Linked DNA regions of Gossypium hirsutum: region 1 is linked to region 2. Evidence: chromatin contacts called from public Hi-C data. All regions are on one chromosome and are shown on one strand. The core of a region is the stretch at or near the end of the contact, and the rest is flanking DNA. Distances in the headings are between cores, read along the strand shown. Region 1 holds the start of LOC107915086. Region 2 has its middle 20 kb from the start of LOC121222457.

What was found. Hi-C and Micro-C count contacts between places; a contact is called where the count stands out from the background.
Region 1: a contact with region 2 is called in a Hi-C map of hypocotyl, with 2.4 times the contacts expected there. The contact joins the promoter of LOC107915086 here to the enhancer-like site in region 2. A contact is called at or near these places in 8 of 34 Hi-C or Micro-C datasets (anther, fibers, hypocotyl and 2 more).

What each region holds. Positions count from the first base shown.
Region 1 is chrD10:53,049,665-53,056,217 of Gossypium_hirsutum_v2.1, forward strand. LOC107915086 reads left to right here and starts at 1,988. Exons shown (of 16, transcript XM_016844203.2): 1 at 1,988-2,313; 2 at 2,930-3,124; 3 at 3,237-3,311; 4 at 3,431-3,598; 5 at 3,758-3,921; 6 at 4,124-4,342; 7 at 4,532-4,658; 8 at 5,059-5,247; 9 at 5,503-5,589; 10 at 5,785-5,942. The coding sequence starts at 2,110.
Region 2 is chrD10:53,009,102-53,016,042 of Gossypium_hirsutum_v2.1, forward strand. No RefSeq gene overlaps it. Among protein-coding and RNA genes, the nearest start is that of LOC121222457, 20 kb to the left of the region's middle. Within about 2 kb of position 3,805, at least 3 of the 9 cell types and tissues checked have an H3K27ac peak or open chromatin away from gene starts, as enhancers often do. A contact at or near this core is called in hypocotyl and leaf, where this site is marked.

The sequences.
Region 1 (6,553 bases), core at 738-3,237, 39 kb after region 2:
TTTATTAAATGAAGAGAAGTGATTCTTAGAATATATCCTTAGAGAATTTAATAAGTGCAATAACAAAAATTGCTTCATTGGACGATGAAGACTTACATATGTTCGAAGATCCTCCCATGGCAATCAAAGAAATACTGCAAGAAGATAGTATTAGAGGCACTGTATCTATGAATAAATCCATGTAATCATTTGTTCTTTACTTTTCACCAAAAAGAAGAAGAAAGACACATGATAATAATAACATTTATCAAAGTAGAAGATTTTACTTAAATTAAATTTTAATGTTATAATATTAAATTAATGGATATTAAATTGTTAAGTTTAAAATATATTTTTAAAGACAGACACTTATTAATAACATTTATCAAATTAAATTTATATTTTTCAAATATAATAAGAATTAATTATATTCATTGATTAAAGTAGAACAAAAATAAACATAAAATTACAAAAATTGAATATTAACAATTTTAAGATTAAAACAAATTAATTTAACAATATATATAAAATAAAGAATCTGTAAGAAATTATTAATAATATTTTTAAATTATAATATATTAATATTATTAATAATAGTTTTAAACTATAATGTATTAATATTAATATTTATACCATGATGAATTTTTGTATTGTTTTAATAGTAAATACCTTTAAGATTAAATAACACTAATATAACTGATTCTAAATTAGTTAAATATTTTTAATTACATTAATTTTTAATTTAATAATGACTTTTTTGAAGAAATTAACATAAACTATGTTATAAAAGAATTAAAAAGTTAATATATATAATTGTGCATCACATAAGAATACAAATTAGTTCAAATATATAATGTTGAAATAAATTTCAAGAAGTGAAATAATTGTATACCTAATATAAATATCGCAAAAAAATAAATTTAATAATAAATGAGGGTTAAGAATATTATTTTGATTCTAAAAGTGCTTCTTCAAACAAAAAAGTACCTATGTCTTTTAAGGTTGTACCATTGCATATGACTTTAAGGTGTATTTGGTTGGATGAAAAAAATAAAGGGATGGAAAAAGAGAATGAAAAAATGGAAAGAAAATAAATTTGAAGTGTATTTAGTTGGAAAGAAAAGTGAGAAAATAAAATAGAAGGGATGATCATTTTCTATTCTAATGCATAAAAAATTAATCTTTCTAAATTGGAATGATCAGAGAAAAGAAAATGGGAGAAAAGTATATGTTTGTTCAAATTTTACATTTTTCGGTTGTTTTATTTGCTTTGCTTTCACTTTTCAACTCTACCAAGCAATTGAGAGAAAGAAAATTACTTTTTTTTCATCTTTTCTACCAAGTACATCTATGGAAAGAAAATTTATATTTTCCATCATTCTAGTTTTCCTCTCCATTTTTCTAAATTTCTTTCATTTGTACCAAGCAAATCTTAAGGGTGTGCTTGGTTAGGTGAAAAAGTGGAGTGATGTCGAGAGGGAGTGGAAAAGTGGAAAGAAAATAAATTTTAAGTATACTGGGTGGGAAAGAAAATAGGAGAAATAATAATTTTTTATTCTAATGCATAAAAAAAAATCTTCCAAATTGAAATGACGATTAGAGAGAAAGTGAGAGAGAAGTGTCTCTTAATTTAAATTGTGTATTTTTCAAATGTTTTATTTTATTTAATTTAATCTTTCAATTTTACTCGGTAATGAAAGAAAAAAAATCTTTTCCATCTTTTCTACCCGGCGCATATATAAAAAGAAAAATTACATATATTTTTTTATCTTTTTATTTTTCCATCCTTCAATTTTTCATCATTTTAATTTTCTTTTCACTCTATTTATTTTTCAAAATAACGGAAAAACACACCAAGTCTAACCCTTCGTAATTTGATGAAAGGAGAAGATGGGGTGGGCTGCTTCAAGTTGAAAATTGATTGCCCAAAATCAAAAGGCCCATTATAAAATGTTTTCATTCTACATCTCGTAATTTAACCACAAAAGCAGGGATCATTTTGGAAACTTTGTAAATTATTATTTCACAGTTCAGTCTAGGCGCAAGTCATCGCCGGTAATGGCTAAAAAGCTCATACAAAATTAATTGAGTAGCATTTTCACGCATTTCTCCTCTGTTTTTATCACTGAAATGGAATCGAGATCGAGGTTATCGTCTATGTTATCATATGCGATATTTCTCGTTACACTCAGTGGACTCGCAACTCTCTCCGATTCTACTCAACAAGCGTTCAAAAGAGACCCCGGCCTCCCTCACTGGCACCATAGCGCATTCCTCGAAGTTCGCGACAGCGTCCGATCCGATGTTCGCCGCACGCTCCACACGCGTGCTGAGGTAATCGATTCTCGCTCTGAAAATCTTGTTAAATCTGTGAAGAAATTAATGACGACTTTTTCCTCGCCAATTTTCATCGAGTTTTCTTTTTTGAAAGAAATTCATATTATTAATAATGTCGGGTTTTCATCGAGGTTTTTTCATTTTAATTATTACTTTAGAGCGTCGAATTTACGAAAATTATAGGACTCGAATTGACTGAATTTGAGCTACACAGTTGATCTCTCCTAAAATGTAATTCAAAATTCGAATTGCGTTCTGAAAATCTCTAGAACCTTGAAGAGTTAGTGGCTGCTAGCTTAGTTCTTCTCATCTCTGGTTATGATTGGAAAAGGTTCCCTTTCTAAAAATCTTGTTAAATCTCTAAAGAAACTTATATGGACATTTTTCTCGCCAATTTTCATTGACTTTTTGTTGTTTTAATGATTACTTTAAAGGAACTTACCAATATTATAGGTTTCGACTTGAGTGAATGAGCTACGCAGTTGATCTCTCCCAAAATGTGATTCAAAATTTAAATTGCGTTCCTGAAATCCCTAGAAACATGAAGAGGTTGTGGCTGTTAGCTTAGTTTTACTCATCTATGGTTATGATTAGAACAGGTTCTGTTGTGCAGGTTCCATTTCAGGTTCCGCTCGAGGTGAATGTGGTGCTAATTGGTCTCAATGGAGATGGTGGCTATCGGTACAATGTCGATTCACAGAAATTGGAGGAGTTTCTGAGAGTTAGCTTTCCCTCTCATAGGCCTTCCTGTCTCGAGACCGAGGAGCCCCTTGATATCGAACATCATGTTGTTTATAACACATTTCCTGTAAGTTTTTTCATTCCTTATTGCATCTTAATAATTACTACTGGTTTAAGCTTCAGCTAGATATCTAAACTGAGTTGTTAGTGTTGTTCTTCACTTATTTGTTCTACTATAGGCAGGACAGCCAGAATTGATTGCGCTTGAGAAGGCACTGAAGGGGGCCATGGTTCCTGCTGGTTCTGCAAGAGAGGTCTACTATATTGCTTCATATTTACTATTACTCTTGATAGTGGAAAGAATATTAACTATATGAATTCTTTTGTATATCAATTTCTTTTTTCTTTTTTCTTTTTTCATTTTACATATTAGCCTGATTTTGGGAGAGAGGTGCCCCTATTTGAGGTGGAAGCAACAGCTGTGGAGCCAGTATTCCAAAAGCTATATTCATATATATTTGACATCAAAAGTGGGGGATATTCTGCTAAAGAGATGGATAGACCTGTGCCAACTGCTATATTTATTGTTAACTTCGACAAGGTATAAGCTAAGTATAATTTCAAACATTAGTTCTGTGCTTTGTCTGTATGAAACTTTGACCATTCCTAGTGTTTTAGTTTTTCCTTTCCCCTTACATGGCTGCATTGATTTGAAATTTTCCTTCTTGATACACTGGTGAATGATTCGGCCTCTTTTTAGGTCAGAATGGATCCTAGGAATAAAGAGGTTGATCTTGATAGTTTGATGTATAGCAAACTTACCCCACTGACTAATGAAGAAATGAAACAACAAGAGGGAGACTACATATATCGATATCGATACAATGGAGGAGGAGCGTCTCAAGTTTGGCTTAGCTCTGGAAGGTCTGTTTTGAGTTGCATTACTTTGTCGAAAGTTTAACTTTTGGGTCCCTGATTTATGGACTTATGGGAAAGAACTGCTAGATTAGAAATATTAACAAGATATTTGATAATATAAAATTCCACTTCTCAATTAGCTGCTCTATAACCTCACTTTTTTTTTTAATATCTTTCTCTGGGGCTCATTTCTGCCTCTACTGTTCAGGTTTGTTGTGATCGACCTATCGGCTGGCCCTTGTACTTACGGGAAGATTGAAACTGAAGAAGGAAGTGTCAGTCCTAGAACATTGCCACGAATACGGAGTATCTTATTTCCAGGGGGTTTGGCTTCTGTCAGTAATCGTGCTACTCATGATAATTTCATGGGACATCTTGCTGCCTTGGTAGCAACCACAGTTGAGCATGTTATAGCTCCAGATGTTCGGTAATTTTACACCATCTTTATTCATTGATAATACTTGCATTTTATGTTTCTTAAATTATTATAATTGGAAACATAGTTGATTATGATTTATGAATCATGCTCAGCTCTATACCTTTCTAGCATTATTATTTACTTTGGTTTAGGGCCTTTTCAGTTGCCTTCTTATTTGTTTGTCCTTGGTGAACTCAGGTTTGAAACTGTTGATCTGACGACAAGGCTGCTTATACCTATTATTATCCTCCAAAACCATAACCGGTATAATATTATGGTAAAAGGTCATAATTACAGCATAGATATTGAAGCAATTGAAGCAGAGGTAAGAAACTAATCTTGAATGGCATCTTCAGATCTGCTTATGCTTGTAAAGCTTGGGTTTAGCCCTTTTTTCCTTGACTCATTATCTGGAACAACATGTAAATAATTTTTTTCAGATTATACTGTGGTGATAACTGATACTCTGAAAACTACTGTATACCATCATACTTTAGTTCTCGAAAACTACTTTTAAAACCTTCTGATTAAAAGCAAAGAACATATATCCTAAATATAACTGTGTCATTTGTTAGTTGGATCGAACTCCTTTTATTTGCATTGGCTGCAAATGAAATTGCTTGGGTTATTTTTCTGGCTCTGCTGAAGGCACTATATTTATTTTTGCGTGATGCTCAAGAAGCAAAATTAATACGTTTCATATGTGGATATTTTGTTTTCTTCAGGTGAAGAAGTTGGTTCATGATGACCAAGAAGTAGTGATTATAGGGGGGTCACATGCACTGCACCATCATGAGAAGTTGGCTATTGCTGTGTCAAAAGCTATGCGTGGCCATTCCTTGCAAGAAACAAAGAGGGATGGGCGCTTCCATGTTCATACGAAGACATATCTTGATGGTGCCATTCTTAAAGAAGTGGGTTTTCCACTCTTTGACCACTTTTTTCCATTTTCTTTCTGAGAGTCTTACTTTCATTAGGTTACATATTGTCAATATCTTGTTGTTATCTCTGTGTTCTGAAGTAAGTTTTCTAAGGATAATGATGAGTTGTTGTATCTAGTTAATGCACTTTTCATTGGCAATGCTTACTTGCTCTTCTCATTGTGTCTTGAAGTCTCCTTGGGATACTGATAGACGGTTATACGTGTGATTTTTGTTGGCTTATCACAGGAGATGGAACGTTCTGCAGATGTGCTTGCTGCAGGTTTACTTGAAATGGCTGACCCATCTCTTTCAAATAAGTTTTTCCTTCGCCAGGTCAGCTTATATTGACTTATTCTTTTTACTTGCTTAAATAAAGAAAAAGAAGTATAAATTGGTGGCATGTCTAGTCTCTTGCAAGTTGAATTTTTCTCTTGCTTGGTTCTGAGGTTAAACACTCTTTCTACCCATGCTTCTTTATCTCTCTTTGGCTTCCCTATGTTGCCATAACATGAATTTTATGTTCAGCAGCATTGGATGGATGAATCCGAGAATTCAACTGATTCGGTTCTGAAGCATAAACCTCTATGGGCTAGTTACAACTCGAAAGTTGGCAAGGATAAGAAAAAGAAAAAACAGAAGAAAAAAGGCGATCTGCACCCAACTTATGGAACTAGAGTTATTCCTGTGTGAGTAGACCAACTTATCTGACAATTTAAAATTGCAATCATGCCCAGGTTGTCTGATCAAATATTTCAATACAACAAACATGTATTACAGGTTTTCGTTGTCCTGCTTAATAATCTTCTTTATTGTAGATGCTGCTTTGTTTATTGGTTTAAAATGTTGTTTGCAGCTTCTATGTGAGATTGAAAAGTTTTGCATCCTGTTCTACCACTTAATAATGTCTTTAAGAACTAAATGGCAAATTTAAGAGCCTCAGTTACTTGTTTTATTCTACATATTTAGAAGGCATGGATAATCATTTATAACATCAACAAAATTGTGGCCTGGTGGTCATAGTTGATGGCTTTAATTACAATTCTTTCATGATTTGATCAAACTGCTAAACCATTTTAACATGCTGGCGATTAATCAGAAAATTGGTCTTATGATCTTTTTCTGCAAAACATTAGAGAATGTTACAGTTTGTACAGGTAGTATTTGGAAATTTGACAGTCTTCACTAAATTAGAACAGCTGTTGCTTCAATCAGCAATAACATTTTTGCTGATTCCCCCCTCCCCATGTTATTATCCTTAAGCTTATGATAAAAAGTTGTACAATAAATTTTGGTATGT
Region 2 (6,941 bases), core at 2,555-5,054:
TGATTGTTCTTTGAAGATGAATATGTTGATCAGAAACATATATTATAAGAAACAGTCTATTATACCTGATATTGTTCACATAGCAACTCTTGAAAAAGTCAATGTCGTTGAATCTCATAGTCAAGTATAAGAAATTGTTTTAGAAGAATAAACTCTACAACCTCAAGAACCAATGCCATTAAGAAGATCTACTAGAGAAAAAAAATAATTTCAGATATTGTATTTCTCCAAAGAACATAAAGTTGACTTTGGAGTGATGGAAGATGATCCAATCAACTTTCGTCAAGCCATGAAAAGTCCTAACTCTTAAAAGTGGATAGATGCCATGAATGAAGAGATAAATTTTATGAGAGAATGATGTGTAGGACATTATTCCATTAAAGTGCAAAACCCATTGGTTACAAATGGATATTTAAAACCAGAAGGGATTCAAAAAGCAATATGGAGAGGTATAAGGCACGTCATGTTGCTAAAAAATTTACCTAGAAAAATGTATCTATTATAAAAAGATTTTCTATACGATTGCAGAAGACTCTTTCAGGATTATAATGGCTTTAGTGGTATATTTGACCTTAAGCTACATTATATGGATGTCAATATTGCGTTTTTCAATGGTGAGACACTGATTAGACGATTTATATGATGCAACTAGAAAACTTTGTGTTCGATGATGTAAAGTTAATGGTTTACAAATTAAAGAAATACATCTATAGGCTTAAGCATGCCTCTCGTTAATGATATTACAAATTCCACTAAGTGATTATCTCATTCGGTTTAGAGATGAATTTGGTTGATGATTGTATATACCACAAGTTTGATGGGAGTAAGGTTCTATCTCTAGTTTTATATGTCGATAACATATTGTTTATAAGTAATAAGTTTAGCTTCAATCAATGCCCCAAGAATCATTTTGAGATTAAATAAATGCAAAAGGTTCCCTATGCTTTAGCTATAAGGAGTCTAATGTATGCTTAAGTTTGTACGCGTCTGGATATTACATACATTGTTGGATGTTGTGCAGATATTTGAGCAATTCGGGCATGGATCATTAGAAAGTGGTCAAATGATTCTTACGTTATTTTTAGAAAAATAAAACATTACATGACCACATACCAAAGATCTGATAAGTTAGAGATCTTCAAGTATATAAGCTCTGATTTTGATGGAACATGGATGCAAAAATTTTATTACTAGGCTACAAATTGTGACAATAAATGGAAATCATTTATTCCAATAACAATAGGAACACATCAAAGTCAAAGCAAATAGACATTAAATTATTGGTTGTTAAAATAAGAGTTCAGAGTAGTCAAGTATTTATAAAGCATATTGGGACAAACTCCATGGTTGCGGATCCGCTTACTAAAAAACTACCACTCGAGGTTTTTAATTAGCATATCACTCATGTGGGTGTAATGTCATTTAAGGATATTTGGTTTTAGAAAGAGTTTGTAATTTTAAATTATTTTTGTTGTAGACACATTTTCAATTATTTCATTTTACAGATATCATAAAGTTATTTTTTTGTAGAATAAGGTTTATTTGGTTTCTCCACTCTCTTATTTTGGTTAGGTTTGATCTCATAAAGGTTGAACGATGACCAGTTGGAAATAGATTTGTTTAGATCACATTACATATAATTTACATCCTACACATTTATACTTGATCTATGTCATTTGGTTGTGTTAATATGTATGATCAATGATGGATTTAGTTATGATATATGTAATGAAAGTCACATTGGTTCTATGTTAACATAATTAACGAGCGAGATTATTCAAAATATCAATTTGGATATGATAGTAAAGTTTTAAGTTCATAAGGTTATATAATGATTATTAGTATATATATATGATCCAAGTGGAAGATTGTTGGATAATATGGACAACATATATATAATAAGAAAATTACATGCTATTTTACTATCATAAAATGTTAGCTCAAGTTAAAAGTGATATAATATGGTTAAGGCTTATTAGGCTTTAGTTTTTTAATTAAAATATGGGTCAAATATGTGTAGATACTCTAGTAACTAATTTCTAATTGATGATGGGCTAATTAGAAATTAAGGTTCATATGCAAAATTTATATATTAGGGTTATGGTTCCTAAATTACACATATGCAACTTTTCTAACATCTTATCTTCAAAAGAGAGAATTGCTTTCTCTGAAATACTTATGTGTTAATTTGAAAGATCAAGACCACAAAGTTTGAATATTTCAATATATTAATGGATTCAAGTATGCTTTCGCATCTGGTTTTTTCCTAGATGATCTGACATGACAGATCTTGGTTTATTAAGTTTTAAATCATACTTTTTATGGTTCTAACACCACTAACATGCATCTAAGATAAAAATAAAATAAAAAAATCTTAAAGTAAACTACACCCAAGATCACTGAATTACTCAAATGTTATCATTTAAGTCACTCAAATATTCAAACATTTCGTTTAGTTCACTAGCTCATTAACTTGGTAATGGGCGTATGATATGGCCATTAAGTCACTATTCATCATAGGGCAAATTACACTGAAGATCACTCAACTATTAGTAAGTTTACATTTTGACCACTGAATGTTAAAAAGTTACAAGTTGATCATTGAACTATTCGAAATTTCTGCAATAAGATTTGGGAGGTCCTTCAACACTATATTCTAGTAATCTTGCCACCATTCGATACGATGAAGAAACACACTGAACCAAAGCTTTTTGCTTCTTCTGTCAACTTTTTAGTTTTCCTTGAAATGGACCCAAACTTTGTTGATTTAAACCCAAAGCTCTAACAAAGAAATTCTCTGATCTTTGCCCACCGTTGTCGAATGGCTGACTAAATTCGATATATTCCTCTTTTGAGCAAAACAATCTCTTTGACAGTTTGGCTTGAGTCTCCGTTGTCTTGAGCTCTTTAGCTAACTCTTGAAATCTAGTACGTTTTACTCTTTTTTTTATATCTTGATTCTTTTTTTTTAATATTATGATGTTCCCTTTCTTTGTAGGTCCTATTTGGGTCTCTTTGAAATTGGAGATTCTCTTTCTTTCTTTTTTTTATTTTTGTTTGCTTTTATTGTAGTTGAAGACTTGAGGTGATATTTGATTGTTGTTTTAAAGTAAGGATGTTGAATAGCTAAATTTTAAATTTTTTTGGTTATGAATTTAATCGAAATGGAAATGGTGAATAAATTAAATATGAAGGGTTGCTGAATTAATTAGGTTAGAACTTAGAAGTGAGGCATGGGTTGGTAAAGGCTTTGTTAAGATTTGAAACATGAATTGTTATTAATAATCATAATCGAGAGTAATTATTCAAAAATTAAATAATTAAAGTGTAAACTTACTATTAATTAAGAATTGAATTATAATTTTTTTAAATAAAAAATTATCAATAATTGAGCCACGTTGAGCATAACTTAAATCTTAATACCGAAAATCCAGATACACGTAGTTTTGTAGATTGAAGATTTAGAATCCCATAATTTTGTAGAGTTTCACTAATTTCGAGTTTTGGAGTTTAATGGGTACACATCCGAGTGGGCCAAAAAAGGTGTTTTAAAGGCTCTCTGGGACAGTTGTTGTCGCTGCTTTTAGCTCAAATGTAATTAATTAATATATAGGTGAGGCTGCCCATAGTTTTACCCTTCTTTATTTAAACACCATTCATCCAAACTAGGCCCCTGAGGCGACATGGGATGGAATGGAAGTACCTCTTAAGAAAAAAAAGTTGAACCCTACTCTCGTTCAGCAAATTCCACCACTAATCCCAAGCAACCCATAAACCATAGTCTGTGGGCTGTGAATTGCATAAGATAGGTGGAAACTTGAATCCTACGCCCATCCAATCTCCCTTTTATAGTTGGGACCATCACCCCCTACACACTACCCGCTCACCACCTCAACTTTAATCTCATTTTATATCATTTCAATCAATATCACATACGGATATATTTATTGTTTTTTTACCAACGATCTATTGCTATATTCATAATAACTTATGTTTGTTGGCATTATATGATCAAAGTTCCCATCTTACAATTTAGAATTTGTATGCTAGTTATTTTATATAAATAACAATTGTATGCTAGTTTCGATGCCAACAGTACATATTATTTATTAATTATTTTTAGATATTTTGAAAATTTTATGTTGAAATGTGAATAAATTAATTTTCAAAAAAAAAAGATGAAACTTATTTAATTGTGAATTAAATTGTAAATTGTTTTAATTGAATTCTCAAAATATAAGATTGTATCAATCAAATACTTTTATTAATCCTAAAACACCAATTCAGATCTAACTTGAAAGTTAATATATATTCAAAGTAATTAAAATATAAAAAATCGAAGTAAAGAATCTTTAAAATTTCAAATCTTCATAAGTTAAAATTGACTCGATTGATTATACTCAAATTTACAATTAAACTTAACTAATATAATAATGATATTTTAAAGACATTGAAATTAAAACATTTGAAAATCAATTTATATTTAAGGAAGTCTTATAGAATTAACTAAAGAACTAGATTTGTTGAAATAGAAAAAAAATTAGATATCCAGCAGCATCAAATGAGCATATGTTGGCAGCCATTGGGCCTACTTTTTGGGGATGGGATGTTACCGCTGTGATGAGGTCGGGAACCAAGGGGGGAGATGGATGGTGGGTTGGCGTAACATATTTGGCGGAGATTCAAATTGGTCGCAAGTGTTCCCCTAACTCCATGCACAATCAAATCTAATGACAAAATTCCATGTGTTAATTGACCCCACTAATCCAAACTATGGGTTGGACACATTTGTTCAAATTTATTGACGACAGACACAATTTTATGTCAATATCTTATTTATATGGCACGCAGGCCAGTGTTTCACCCTTCAATCAAATTCCTTTCAACTCAATGCCAACAACATTGAATTGTGGATATGTTTTTATTAGTCCATAATATTTACAATTTTCTAACATATGTAAGTTTTTATTTTAAGGTTATTTCAAGTTCTTGAATTGCAGCCACCCACCTCGAACGAATTTAGAATACCCAAAGTAGTAGTGGCAAATATTTTCCAAATGGTTGAATTGATCAAATTATTGATTTTTAGTTTGATTAGTTTATAAATTATTAATTTTTTATCTTATTTTAAATTATTGTATTGATCAGTTCTCAATCTAACAAATCGGTTCAGTTCGATTCTAAAAATAATATTTTAATCTTATACATTTAAAAAAAAACAAATTTTGAGACAAGAGATAAGCAACGAACCCAATGTTTAATCATTCGCGTTTTGTAAGCCCATTAAGAGGGGAAACGTTGATCACGAGTTTTAAATTTACTCTATACCCAAGGCAAAAATCGAACCCTCAACCACTAGTTAAGGTAGGAGAGATCCTTACCATCTCACCTAGCCTTTAACAAGAATCTTAATCACTACTAGTGTTGGTTTAATTATTTTTTAAATTTTATAAAAAAAATTATAACACATATTTAAAGTTTATAAATATTTTGTTTATAATTTTTTAATTTCATAAAATTATGTAACTTATCTTATTGTTTAATTGTAATAGCCCGTTTTTCAGTGGTGTCGGAGACGGTAGTTTTGGAACCACGTATTTCGATGATCAAGTCAGTATATTATTATTTAATATTTATGAGTCTATTTTAGTATTATATTAAATTTTAGTATAGTAATTTTATTGAATCGGTAATTAATTTAAGCATAAGGATTAAATTGTAAAAGTGGAACAAGTTAATCGCTATTGTTATTTATTAGTTAAAAGGCTTGAAAAGTATTATATTAAGGATTAAAATGAGAATTAGACCATTGTGGTTAATAGTGGAAGGTTAATGGCCTTTTTATTGAGAAAATTCTGTTTAAATTATATTATTGATTATTAAATAAAGATAAAACATTATTATAGTTTAAAATTAAAGAAGAAACATTCATCCATCTTTTCATTTTCTCCCTAAACCGATTCAAAGAGAATAATAACACCCAACTCACGTCCAAGCTCGGTTCCTCAATTGGTAAGTAGATTTTTGTTTGTTTCTTGTAATTTTTATATTTTTAGAATTTCAAGAGCTTGATTTAGTTAGCTTAAGGATTAATTTTTGAAACTATTAAATTTTATAAAAGTTTCCATTGATGAATCTTGAAGTTTTTGGTATTAAATTGATAGGTTTTGAGCTTAGATTTGAAAAAAGACTAGTTTGTAAAGTGAAAATTATTAGTTTGGAACATAGGGACTAAAGTGCAATAATTTTGAAATTTAGCATGAAATTTTTGTAATTATAGGTATTAGAGTGGTGTAAAAGAATGAAATTGAGATTGATTTTAAAATTGAAGCTCAAATTTGAAAGTTATGAAAATTTCAATTTTAGAGACCAAATTGAATAAAATATAAAATTTGAGGGAATATTCGATAAATGAAATTGAACTGATATATATATTAAGTATGTTGTTAAATGATGTTAGAGTTGTGTAACCTGAATCTTTGTTAATGAAATAAAATACAATGGCAAAACAAGGAGATCTATGTAAGGTTAAGGCCCCCACGGTACGGACCATGCTGCACAAGTAGAATCCATATAGAACTACACTTCTTCTAGTTGACATTGATTAGAATAAGGTTTTTCAACCTTTAAATAAATGTAGTTGAAACTCCTCTTGTATCATTTGTTTTTCAACATTAGTGAATTTCTTCTCCTCTACCTGTGATTTTTCCTGAAAAGGTTTCCATGTAAAATTTGTGTATTCTTTTTTTTCTTATTTTGCAATCATTCTATTGTCATTATCAGCCTCTATTTGAACAAATGATGTTTGGAATTGATGTTTAAATTAAATTATGATTTAGATCAAGATTTAAGCCAAACGGAGGATATTTACGAAAAAAGAAAAATTACGGAATAGTTCTTGACACCTGATCGGTTGATATTATTTCCAGGTAAGTTCATAT